2 separate regions of the Mus musculus genome follow, and region 2 is linked to region 1. The links are chromatin contacts, called in public Hi-C maps. All regions are on one chromosome and are shown on one strand. Each heading gives the region's core, a stretch centred on a gene start, on an enhancer-like site or on the middle of the called end of the contact. The rest is flanking DNA. Distances are from core to core; before and after follow the strand shown. Region 1 overlaps Gm41257 (a long non-coding RNA gene). Region 2 has its middle 36 kb from the start of Gm41259.

Evidence for each region. Hi-C and Micro-C count contacts between places; a contact is called where the count stands out from the background.
Region 2: a contact with region 1 is called in a Hi-C map of bone marrow-derived macrophages, with 8 read pairs. The contact joins two enhancer-like sites. A contact is called at or near these places in 3 of 484 Hi-C or Micro-C datasets (the AML12 cell line, bone marrow-derived macrophages and nephron progenitors) and 1 of 115 datasets of contacts at active chromatin or transcription factors (embryonic fibroblasts).

The regions. Positions count from the first base shown.
Region 1 is chr15:5,260,733-5,265,777 of GRCm38.p6, forward strand. The region is part of intron 1 of Gm41257 (a long non-coding RNA gene); the gene reads left to right. Among named protein-coding and RNA genes, the nearest start is that of Gm41257, 8.6 kb to the left of the region's middle. Within about 2 kb of position 2,634, at least 36 of the 459 cell types and tissues checked have an H3K27ac peak or open chromatin away from gene starts, as enhancers often do. A contact at or near this core is called in bone marrow-derived macrophages, where this site is marked.
Region 2 is chr15:6,078,634-6,083,678 of GRCm38.p6, forward strand. No RefSeq gene overlaps it. Among named protein-coding and RNA genes, the nearest start is that of Gm41259, 36 kb to the left of the region's middle. Within about 2 kb of position 2,273, at least 37 of the 459 cell types and tissues checked have an H3K27ac peak or open chromatin away from gene starts, as enhancers often do. A contact at or near this core is called in bone marrow-derived macrophages, where this site is marked.

The sequences.
Region 1 (5,045 bases), core at 1,384-3,883:
GCTGTCAGTAGCATCTGAGAAGAGTGGACCTCAGTTGAGAAGATGTCTCCAACAGATTGGATTGTAAGCAAATATATGGGGCTTTTTCTTCATTAATGAATGATGTGGGAGTCTGAGCCCACAATATATGGGACCTGGGACTTAGAAAAACAACAAGGTTAAATACCATTCTCCCACAATCTCTGCTTCAGTTTCTGACTCCAGGTTACTCCTTGAGCGCCTGCCCAGAACCCCCTCAGTGATGGACCGGGATGTGGACTTGTTGGAAAAAATAAACTCTTTCCATCCCAAGGTGCTTTTAGTCAGGGCCTTATCACAGCAACAGAAAGCAAACTGGAAGGTGGGAGAGGTCCCTGGCTTCAAACAGGAGGAGCTACTTTTTCAGGGTGGGAGGTATCTGCGTAGCGTGAGCAGGCAGCCCACAGAGCTCCACAGATGTTTCTCAATAGTTCCCTTTATCTATTTTAAACCATTATATTGTGTGTTGGGTATGGTGGTGTGCTCCTATAACGCCTGTGCTCAGAGATATCACAAGTCTGAGGACAGCCCAAGCTTCATAGTCTGATCTATTTTGAAAGAGTAAACTCCTCCCTTGAAGGAAACTGGCATATGGTAGATTTCATACTCCATTTTCATTTCATACTCCATTTTCATACTCCAATGGGTGGCTTTACACCCATGCACAGATGGGCAGTACTAGTTGAACCCAATGGGTCCTTTAAAAAGATAGAAGAAAATAGAAAAAGAAAAAGAAAGGAAAAAGAAAGAGAAAAGAAAAAGAAAGGAAAAAGAAAAAAAAAGAAAAAGAAAAAGAAAAAGAAAAAGAAAAGCCTTGGGCAGTGGTAGGTAGTTCATGCCTTTAATCCCAGCACTCAAGAGGCAGAGGAAGGTAGATCTCTGAGTTTGAGGCCAGCTTGGTCTACAGAATGAGTTTCAGGACAACCAGGGTTCCAAAGAGAAACCCTATCTGGGAAAAAAAATGTCATGGGGAATTATGAGAGGCTGTGACTGTGAAGGAGCTGCTGAGAAGGAACTGGAGGGGTTGTATATGATCTAAGTACATTGTGCAAATGTATGAAATCACAAAATAAGTAAATATAGAGCCAAAATACCATGACAGGCAACCAAAAACAAAGCAATGGAGCAAAGCAAAACAAACCAAAACAATTGTACCAAGCTAGACCGACAGAGAAAAGAACTGTCCACATTTAAGGTGTACAATACGGTGAACTTGAAGACAAATACTCACTTGTGTAATCATTGCTACAGTTAATGTTTTCAACACACCCACCCGCTGCAGTTTCCCCTGAACCCCTATTTACCTTTTGCCTTTAAACTATTTTATTCATTTTTTGAAATTTTCATACATTTTTTTCAATGCATCTTGACAGTGTCAATCAATTCCTTCTTCCCCAAGCCTCCATCATATCCCCATTCCATTTCTTTTCTACTTTATGCTTTCTTTTTGTTGTTGTTATCAATAATTCCCCGAGTCCACTGAGTACACGGTATGTGGGGCTGCTCACTGGGGCATGGCAACCTACCGGTGGCCAAGTCCCAAAGGAGAGTAACTCCCTCGCTCAGCAGCCACCAGCTGCCAATAACTACGCCAGGGCTACTTTACCATCTGTGCTGGAATTTTGACTGGTTTGGTCTTGCACAGGCACCACAAGTGCAGCATCTGTCAGGTTGTGTCGGGAAGGCAGCACTTCACAGTTCTCTTCCGTTCTTCCCACTCCTTCTCCGACCCTGTTGCCTGATCCTTCCACAGTGGAAGGCTGACTCAGTAGACTTCACTCACAGCGGAGCCCGCACTGTTACATATACTGGATGCTTTGCCCAGTTACGAGTTTCTGAATTAAGCGATATCTACTGCAAAAAGCAGCTTCTCTCACCAAAGTCGGGAGCAACACAGAAATCAATTTCCATAAGGTTTCTTCATTATCTTCCACTTCCTGTCCTCTCCCTGCTAAAAATAAACCAATCAAGAGTTGAACATGTGTTTCTGAACTGATCTACTTTGCCAATCTTATGAAGTCTTACATTTAAGTTTGGTATGAGTGACAAGAAAAGAGAAGAACTGTGAACGAAAAGAAAGGTTTGAAAACCCAGAGCGAAGACACCATCCTGAATTGGCTCTGTGGGGGAGCTGAGCAAGGTTCTCCATGGTCTGCTTGTCCTGCCAAAATAACATACCGCACACAAAGTAGGTTAAGCAAGATAAATTTCCTTTCTTACAGCTGTGGAAGCTGCAAGGGTATTGGCAAGTTAAGATTCAGACACATCTCTGTGCTATGCAGATGCTCAGGCTCTTTTTGCCTTGCTTCTGTGTCCCCAGAGAACCTGCCTCATGTCAGGATACCAGTCAGACTGGATTAGAGCTGACCCTAACCCATGTCCCCTTGCTCCCTGCCCTGAGAGCCTTGTCCCTCTTTACTGGTAGTCATGTTGGGACTCCAGTTTCAATTTCAGAGAGTGGGCATCACAGCCAGCCCGCAGGAAGGCAATCCTTACAGGGCTTTTTATTATTCTGACAGAATTCGAAAGCGAATTGAGGATGTAAATGACTACAAACCTTCAGACCGAAATTAACTGGGGATAGCTCACTGAAGAATGAGGGTGATTACTAACACATTATGCAAATGGAGGAAACTAGATAAGAAAAGTAAATGGGCAATTTGAAGTGTAAGTGGCTTTATGCTACACAGTGAATTCATGGCCCGTCATCGGAGAAGTCATGCGTTTGCGGTGTCGGAGAATTAACTTGTCAAAATTGCTTGCATTTCTCATGTTTGTGTGGTTTGTTTTGAAACCTTTCTACAAGTCAAAGAGATTTATGGTATTTCCTTTATTATTTTTGGAAGAAAAAGCGGTGGAAAGAAAGTGTAAACATTAAACAAAATGAAGCTCTAGTTAAGTTGTTATTTAGTAACAAAGGAAATAGTTACCTAGTACCTAATTCATAATCTTTTGAAATATAATAAAAAATATTTAATTAAGATAAGCATCTAGTAAGGTGTTTATTTCATTTTATTAAGTTCTGAAAACCAATATTGCCACAATTATAATAAAAACTACCAAAACTATTGAGTTTTTTTAACCTTTTATCATTTTCAAATTAAAATGATAAATTAAAATTAAAATCCTTAATACTTAGAATGCTGAATGCTCAAATGTTTCTAGAAGAATTTAAAAATGTATGTATTGTCAGCTTGTCTATTTGACATATAACATGCATTGTCTGTGCTGTTACTTGTCCTCCCTCCCTCCCTCTCTCCCTCCCTCCCTCCCTCCCTCCCTCCCTCCCTCCCTCCTTCTTTCTTTCTTTCTTTCTTTCTTTCTTTCTTTCTTTCTTTCTTTCTTTCTGTCTTTCTTTCTTTCTTTGTTTTAAATCTACCTTTTGTTTTCATTAACAAGGCAAAATGACCATACCCAAGTCGCGGCATTGTTCGAGAGCTTTGCATGTGATAGTGAGATGGTGAATTACTTTATCATTGAGGTTATGCAGTATGGAACATTTCTCGTACATTTAACTGGATCTTTTCAGCTTTAATAAAGCTGTGAGTTAAATAACAAAAATCAGATAATTAACTCAGTCTTTACTTATTCAACTTGAAACAAACGAAAAATGTTTTGTGTCTTGTTTTGTTTTTGTTTTTCCCCAAATTGCTTGTGTTAGGTATGCAATGGAAAGACACAGCTGCCTGGCATACAATTCTGGTCTTACGATTCTTAGCTGTAACAACTCTGGGCAAGTTGTTGAGTATGTTTTTGTCTCAGTTTCTTTTGTGTGAAATGGTATTGCATTAATGCCTACTTTTAGTTTCGCTGTAGGATTAAACGAGGTAGCTGTGGAAAGTGCTTAGGAGGGGTACACGCCCATCATTAACATCATAGGTGTTAATTTACTAGATGTTTTTATTGTTAGCTGAAGTGGCATACCCTCCCCCACCCTTCTGCATTGTATAGTTGCACAATTAAACCCAAAACCCCAGAACCATTTCACTGATAAATAGTATTCCATAAGAAAGGAAGCTCTTGATCTGGGAATTATGACATCTTCTCCAAACCAAATTTGAGAAAGCTCTGCCCTTGAGCATCAATGAATCCAGAACTGGCATCTCCCCACATCTTGAACAGCAAGTATTATGTTTGGCTGATGTGCAAAAATTGAGCTGGCTACAGAGAAGTTGAGGCAGGATTGGTTATAGTTTCCTAGAAAGGAATTGCTTTAAATACCGAGAAGAGCAGAATGGACTCTTCTCAGCACTCCATAGATGCAAGCTGCTTAACAGGAGTGACTGAACGTGGAGGCTGAACGTCACTTGCAGGGTGCACACGGTAATATCCCAGCCTCCTCAGGGCAACTTGCAGCAACTGAAAAATTATATCCCCACACATAGGTGTATGGAATCCTAAAGGAGATGGACTCATGGATCTTGACTGATATCAGATCTAGCCTGTGAAGATTGTCTCATCTGGTGGCTAGGATGGGTCACCAAGGGATTATTATTGGTTCTGAAAATGTGTGGCTTCTTCAGACTTATATAATGATTGCTTAGATTCTTTGGACCTTAGTTTCTCCACAAATAAGTGAAGGGAAAGACATTTTTTTAATTGAAATGATTTTTTTCATATACTATATGCTGATAATTGTTTCCACCCCCCCAGTTCCATGTGCTTTCTTATTCTCTTTGGAAAACAAACAAACAAACAGACAAACAAACAGGCAAACAAAACAGGATAAAGAAAAAAACAAAACAGCAACAAAAACAAACCAAAGAAGAATCACAAGAAACATGCACACATGCACATACACATACACACACACATACACATACACATACACGCACATGTACACGCACACGCACACGCACACACACACAAATGAAACCTATAAAGGAACAAAATCGGAAAGCATAATATCAAAGCAAGTCAAAAACATCTAAACAAAGCAGTATGAGGTGAAATGTCTACAGAAGTACCATTGAGTTCATTTTGTGCTGGGCATCTACTGCTGAGGATGTGGTGTGCCCTTAAGTGGA
Region 2 (5,045 bases), core at 1,023-3,522, 820 kb after region 1:
ACTTTAAATGTTAGTAAGGTAGTGTGGATGCACAGAAGAGTCAGAGAGAGAACTGTCCTCAGAGTAGTTGGGATGCAGAGTAAAATTATAGGTTTGGGTGAATGCATAAATTTATACGTAGGCTAAATTGTCATAAAAATGCATACAAAAATTTAAGTATAAAGACTTCATGATATTATTAACATTTTTAAGATACAAATTTTGCTTTTCGATGGAAACATACGACACGAAATAATACAGAGGCATGTAGGACCTAAATAAGAAACAGTGATGGATTAGGGAGATTGGGAGAGGAAAGTGGATTTATGTTGGAGGGATAATTAGCAACACTTGCAAACAGGACAGGTTTGCTAGGTATGCATGAGACAGAATTGCGACAGGTACTCGCGTTTGCGTTGGTGCCGGTGCTTTTCTTTCTTTTTTTTTTTTTCAGAGTTTATAAGATATTTTTTAATACCCAGAAACTAATATCGATGATCACAAAACCCTTTGAGGCAAGAGCTTTTATCTTAGCTTTATAAATGCGACTTTATAAATTTTCATGACTTTCTCAGGATCATTGGGCAGATTTTACAATTCGTTACACGCAGTCCAGGATATCTTTTTTTTTTTAACTAGGTATTTTCCTCATTTACATTTCCAATGCTATCCCAAAAGTCCCCCACACGCTCTCTCACCCGCTCCCCCACCCACCCACTCCCATTTCTTGGCCCTGGCGTTCCCCTGTACTGAGGCATATAAAGTTTGCAAGACCAATGGGCCTCTCTTCCCAATGATGGCTGACTAGGCCATCTTCTGATACACATGCAGCTAGAGACAAGAGCTCAGGGGTACTGGTTAGTTCATATTGTTGTTCCACCTATAGGGTTGCAGATCCCTTCAGCTCCTTGGGTACTTTCTCTACCTCCTCCATTGGGGGCCCTGTGTTCCATCCAATAGCTGACTGTGAGCATCCACTTCTGTGTTTGCTAGGCCCCAGCATAGCCTCACAAGAGACAGCTATATCAGGGTCCTTTCAGCAAAATCTTGCTAGTGTATGCCATGGTGTCAGCGTTTGGAGGCTGATTATGGGATGGATCCCCAGATGGACCATCTAGAGACTGCCTGTGCTTTTCAATGAGATGGAAAATACTGAAGAACTCCAATCTGAGGAAAGCATTTAATGTTGAATAGGTAATTTACTGTGGAATCAATGTAAATTGACTAAACATTCCTGTTAAAACATATCTTGTATCGAGTTAAAAGAAATGCTAGAACGTTGAAATTACCAAGGTATAGTAATGTGTCTCTGCCATCATCAGCACTCAGAAAGCCAGTGTATGCTATCCTCCCATACACACAGACAAAAAAAAAAGCAAAAAGATGAAACTAACAAACTCAAAGAAAGTAAAAAATAGATACTGAGATGTGGGGAAGGCATTCCTAGCATATAATTTTATAATCTTTAAGTTTTATCAATGTCATGATTTTGTTGCCATGATAAAAGCACAATGACCAAAGCAACTTATAAAAGAAAGAGTTTATTTTGACCTAGCACTGAGAAGGAAAATCAGTAATGGGAGAGAAAGGCGCCACAGTGCTCAACAAAAGCATGAGGCCTAGAGGGCAACAGAAAAGCGAAAGCTGGACAGCAATGTGGAAATGGAACAAGGAAGGCTAGTTACTCTCAAAGACCTCCCCAGTAAAGCTCTTCCTGCAGTGAGTTTCTTGTCCTGAAACTTCCATGGCGTCCCCCAAAAGCACCAGCAATGGGGACAAAGTGTTAAATATATAAGCCTATGGGGAGAAATCTTCTATTCATGTTACTATATTTGATAAGAAACATTTCATTTACTTGGAAGGATGATAAGGGAGAACATGTTTCCTTGAGGAAGAGTATAAGCTTTATATTTTATATATGCCATCACATACATATATATATGGAGAGAGAGAGAGAGAGAGAGAGAGAGAGAGATGTGTGGGTGTGTGTCTGTATTGCACATGCTCAAGATTTCCTTAAGACAATTATATTTTTTCTTGTCCACATTTGACTTGTGAATGTCTATTTGCAAAACAATACTATATTCAAATCCTAAATTGCATGAATTATAGTGTTAAGTCTCAGATCAGAAATTAAAAGCTATATATGGGTGTGTGACCTAAGTAAATGATGATTTGTTCAAAAGAAAAAATATTATTCAATAATGGGCATGTTCAAGATTACTGTTATTATACTGACTTGGTTTGTGTTTCTGGAGAAAGAAACCACATAAAATGCACAGTTCACTACTGCCCTCTGCTGCACACAGGGCAGAGGAGAGAACTCGGAAGAGTGGCCAGAGAGCTATAGTATTGTGTCCTGACAACACACTCAGGTAGGATCCTGTTTAGTGACCACACTAACTGATCCTGGGTAAAACACACTTACTGAATTTCACTGCAAAAATAGTGTTTCAATCAGATTCATAGTGTGTCTAAAACACCCTCATAACTCAGGAGAAAAGATAGCTAAAATCCAAACAAAATGCTCATGCTGGACAGATCTCCGTGAATGAGTTACTTTTTCATAGACATGGTCTGAAGCCAGAGGGAAGCATCTCATTATTAAGGGGTCAGTGGAGTTCCTCTTTGATGTTTAGTGAATTATTATGAGAAGAACATCCAGAGAACAAAACGTTCCAATGGCAAGTCAATGATAAAATCTTACAGAGGCAGACCAGAGTAAGGCAAATTTGCCTTTTAGAAACTAGGAAGGATTTTCGTTGTTTTGTTTTCAGTTTTGTTTTGGTTTGTGTGGAAGGCTTCCAGCTGAGAGAGAACACTATGTGCCTCCTACCAACAGAAGGCTTGTTACAATGGAAGCAACCCTTAAACCGCATTCTGCCAAACATGCAAACATTCGTCAGCAAACAGGAAGAAGTCACCCAACCTAGTCATGCAAGCTGGCTGTCTTCTCAGGCCTCAAAACTCTCAAGTGCTCACGATGATCTTTTAGCTGACTCAAACAACTTTCTATCGGCTGCTGAACAACAAGTCATTTCGGGCTGGAGTGGAAGGGAAAGGCGAAGAGGCAAACCAAGTAACATAGAGACCATATAACATCACACCATAAAGACAGAAATAGTCTCTTTACGTGGACAAAATAATGTTAGAGCATCTAGTAAAACTAAATATTGTTTAAGTATTATTTAACTCCTGGTTTCCTTTCAGTTCCTAAATGGCTCCCAGTTAACAACATCTCTGGTGCATCTCTAAACAATTTCTTTGTGGGGCTCTGACTTATCTCGTGGTCACCAGTGTAGGACCACTGAATCCTATATGAAAGGTAATTTTGAAGCTGATAAGGCATATTTTGAACGGCAAAATCAGCAAAGCTTTGTTTTGGCAAGTAAAACGATAGAGCATGGGCAAACAGAGCTTTAATGCCACACCAGTTTTCATTTAACTGTTGTTTATCCATATACCAAATTTGCAAAGTTATCCACTGTGCACTTGCCTGTTCAATTGAAACTGCCTCAATGTTTGCAATTTTAGATATTTCCCTTTAAATATTAATGTCCTATTAGACAAATGGCTTGAACATATTTTCATGCATCATGTTGGTTTCCTTTATAAGGTCTACAAGTTGAATTCAAGGCATACTCAGCCTATACACACCACACACACACACACACACACACACACACACACACACACATTTTTTAAAAAAATATCTGGAAATCAAAGCAAAAATAAGCTATACCTTTACATGTAGTAGGATGACTGATATTTAAAGTCAAATTGTACTAACTCAGAAATGTATACTTTACGGAGTCCTATTTAGTTGTTTTGTTTTGCATTGCCTATGCTTTGGGAAATAATATTGGTAAAATCATGCCAAGACCAGTTGTACAGTTGTGCCAGTGTTTTCTTCTAGAATGTTTGTGGTTTCCAGCCCTATAATTAAATCTTCATCCATTTTTTGTTAGCTTGTGTGTATTATATAATCTAATGGTTCAGTTTCATTGTTTTGTATATGAGCTTCATTAGTTTGACAGCTTGCCATTTTCTTATTTTGTATTCCTGGCATCCTTGTTCAGAATTAGTAGATTGTATTTATGGATTTATCTCTGGATGCTTTACTGTGTCCCATGGCTTTATACATCTCTTTTTGTGCCAGTTCCATGTTGTTCTGATCACTGAAACTCTACGATACATGAGAAATTTCTCAAACTCAGTCACCATGAGGAAAAAATAAGAAGCTAAGGCCAGGAGACTGGCTTAGCAGGAAAACACTTGCTTCCTAAATGTAATGACACCTGAATCTGTATTTCAAGCACCCATAAAACACCTGATGGTATGTGTCCCTTTCTTGTACTTCCAGGGCTCAGAAGGGAGATACATACAAGGAAATACCAGAGAAAATTTACAAGCTAAATTAGCACCAAGCTCATATTAGCAGCTCTGTGTTCAACTAAGAAAGCCTGACTCAAGCCTGAACAAGGTGGATATCTAACAAAGAAGACTCCTGATGTCCACCCTGAGTCTCAATATGCACATGGACATACAAGGATACATAATTGTACACATATGTACTCCCACACATACAAGCATAATATACCCAATATGCCACATATACATATGTACATAAAAAGGAAAGAAAACACAGATTAAATCTATGATGAAATATTATTCTACACTTCTTAAGATGACCATAATCTAAAAGTCAAATTGTTATGAATATTGAAAAGAGAATAGCAGAAGGGAACCTCTTGTCCACTGTTGATGGGACTGGTATCTTTTCAATTGATGGAAAAGATGTGGAAGTTCCTCAGAAGGCCTGAAAATAGAAATACCACTTGATTTATCAATTCCAATTCTTTAGCTATATCCAAAGGAATTGGAATTCATACCTCAAAAACATAGCTATGTGCATCATAGCATTATTTGCAATTATCAATACAGAAAATATCTGTGTGCACTAGAAGATGAATTATATAATGAAAAATATACAGATATGTGCAAATGTGATAATTAATGCCTTGTATTAATTATTCATATATTATAGATATATTCATGTATTATAG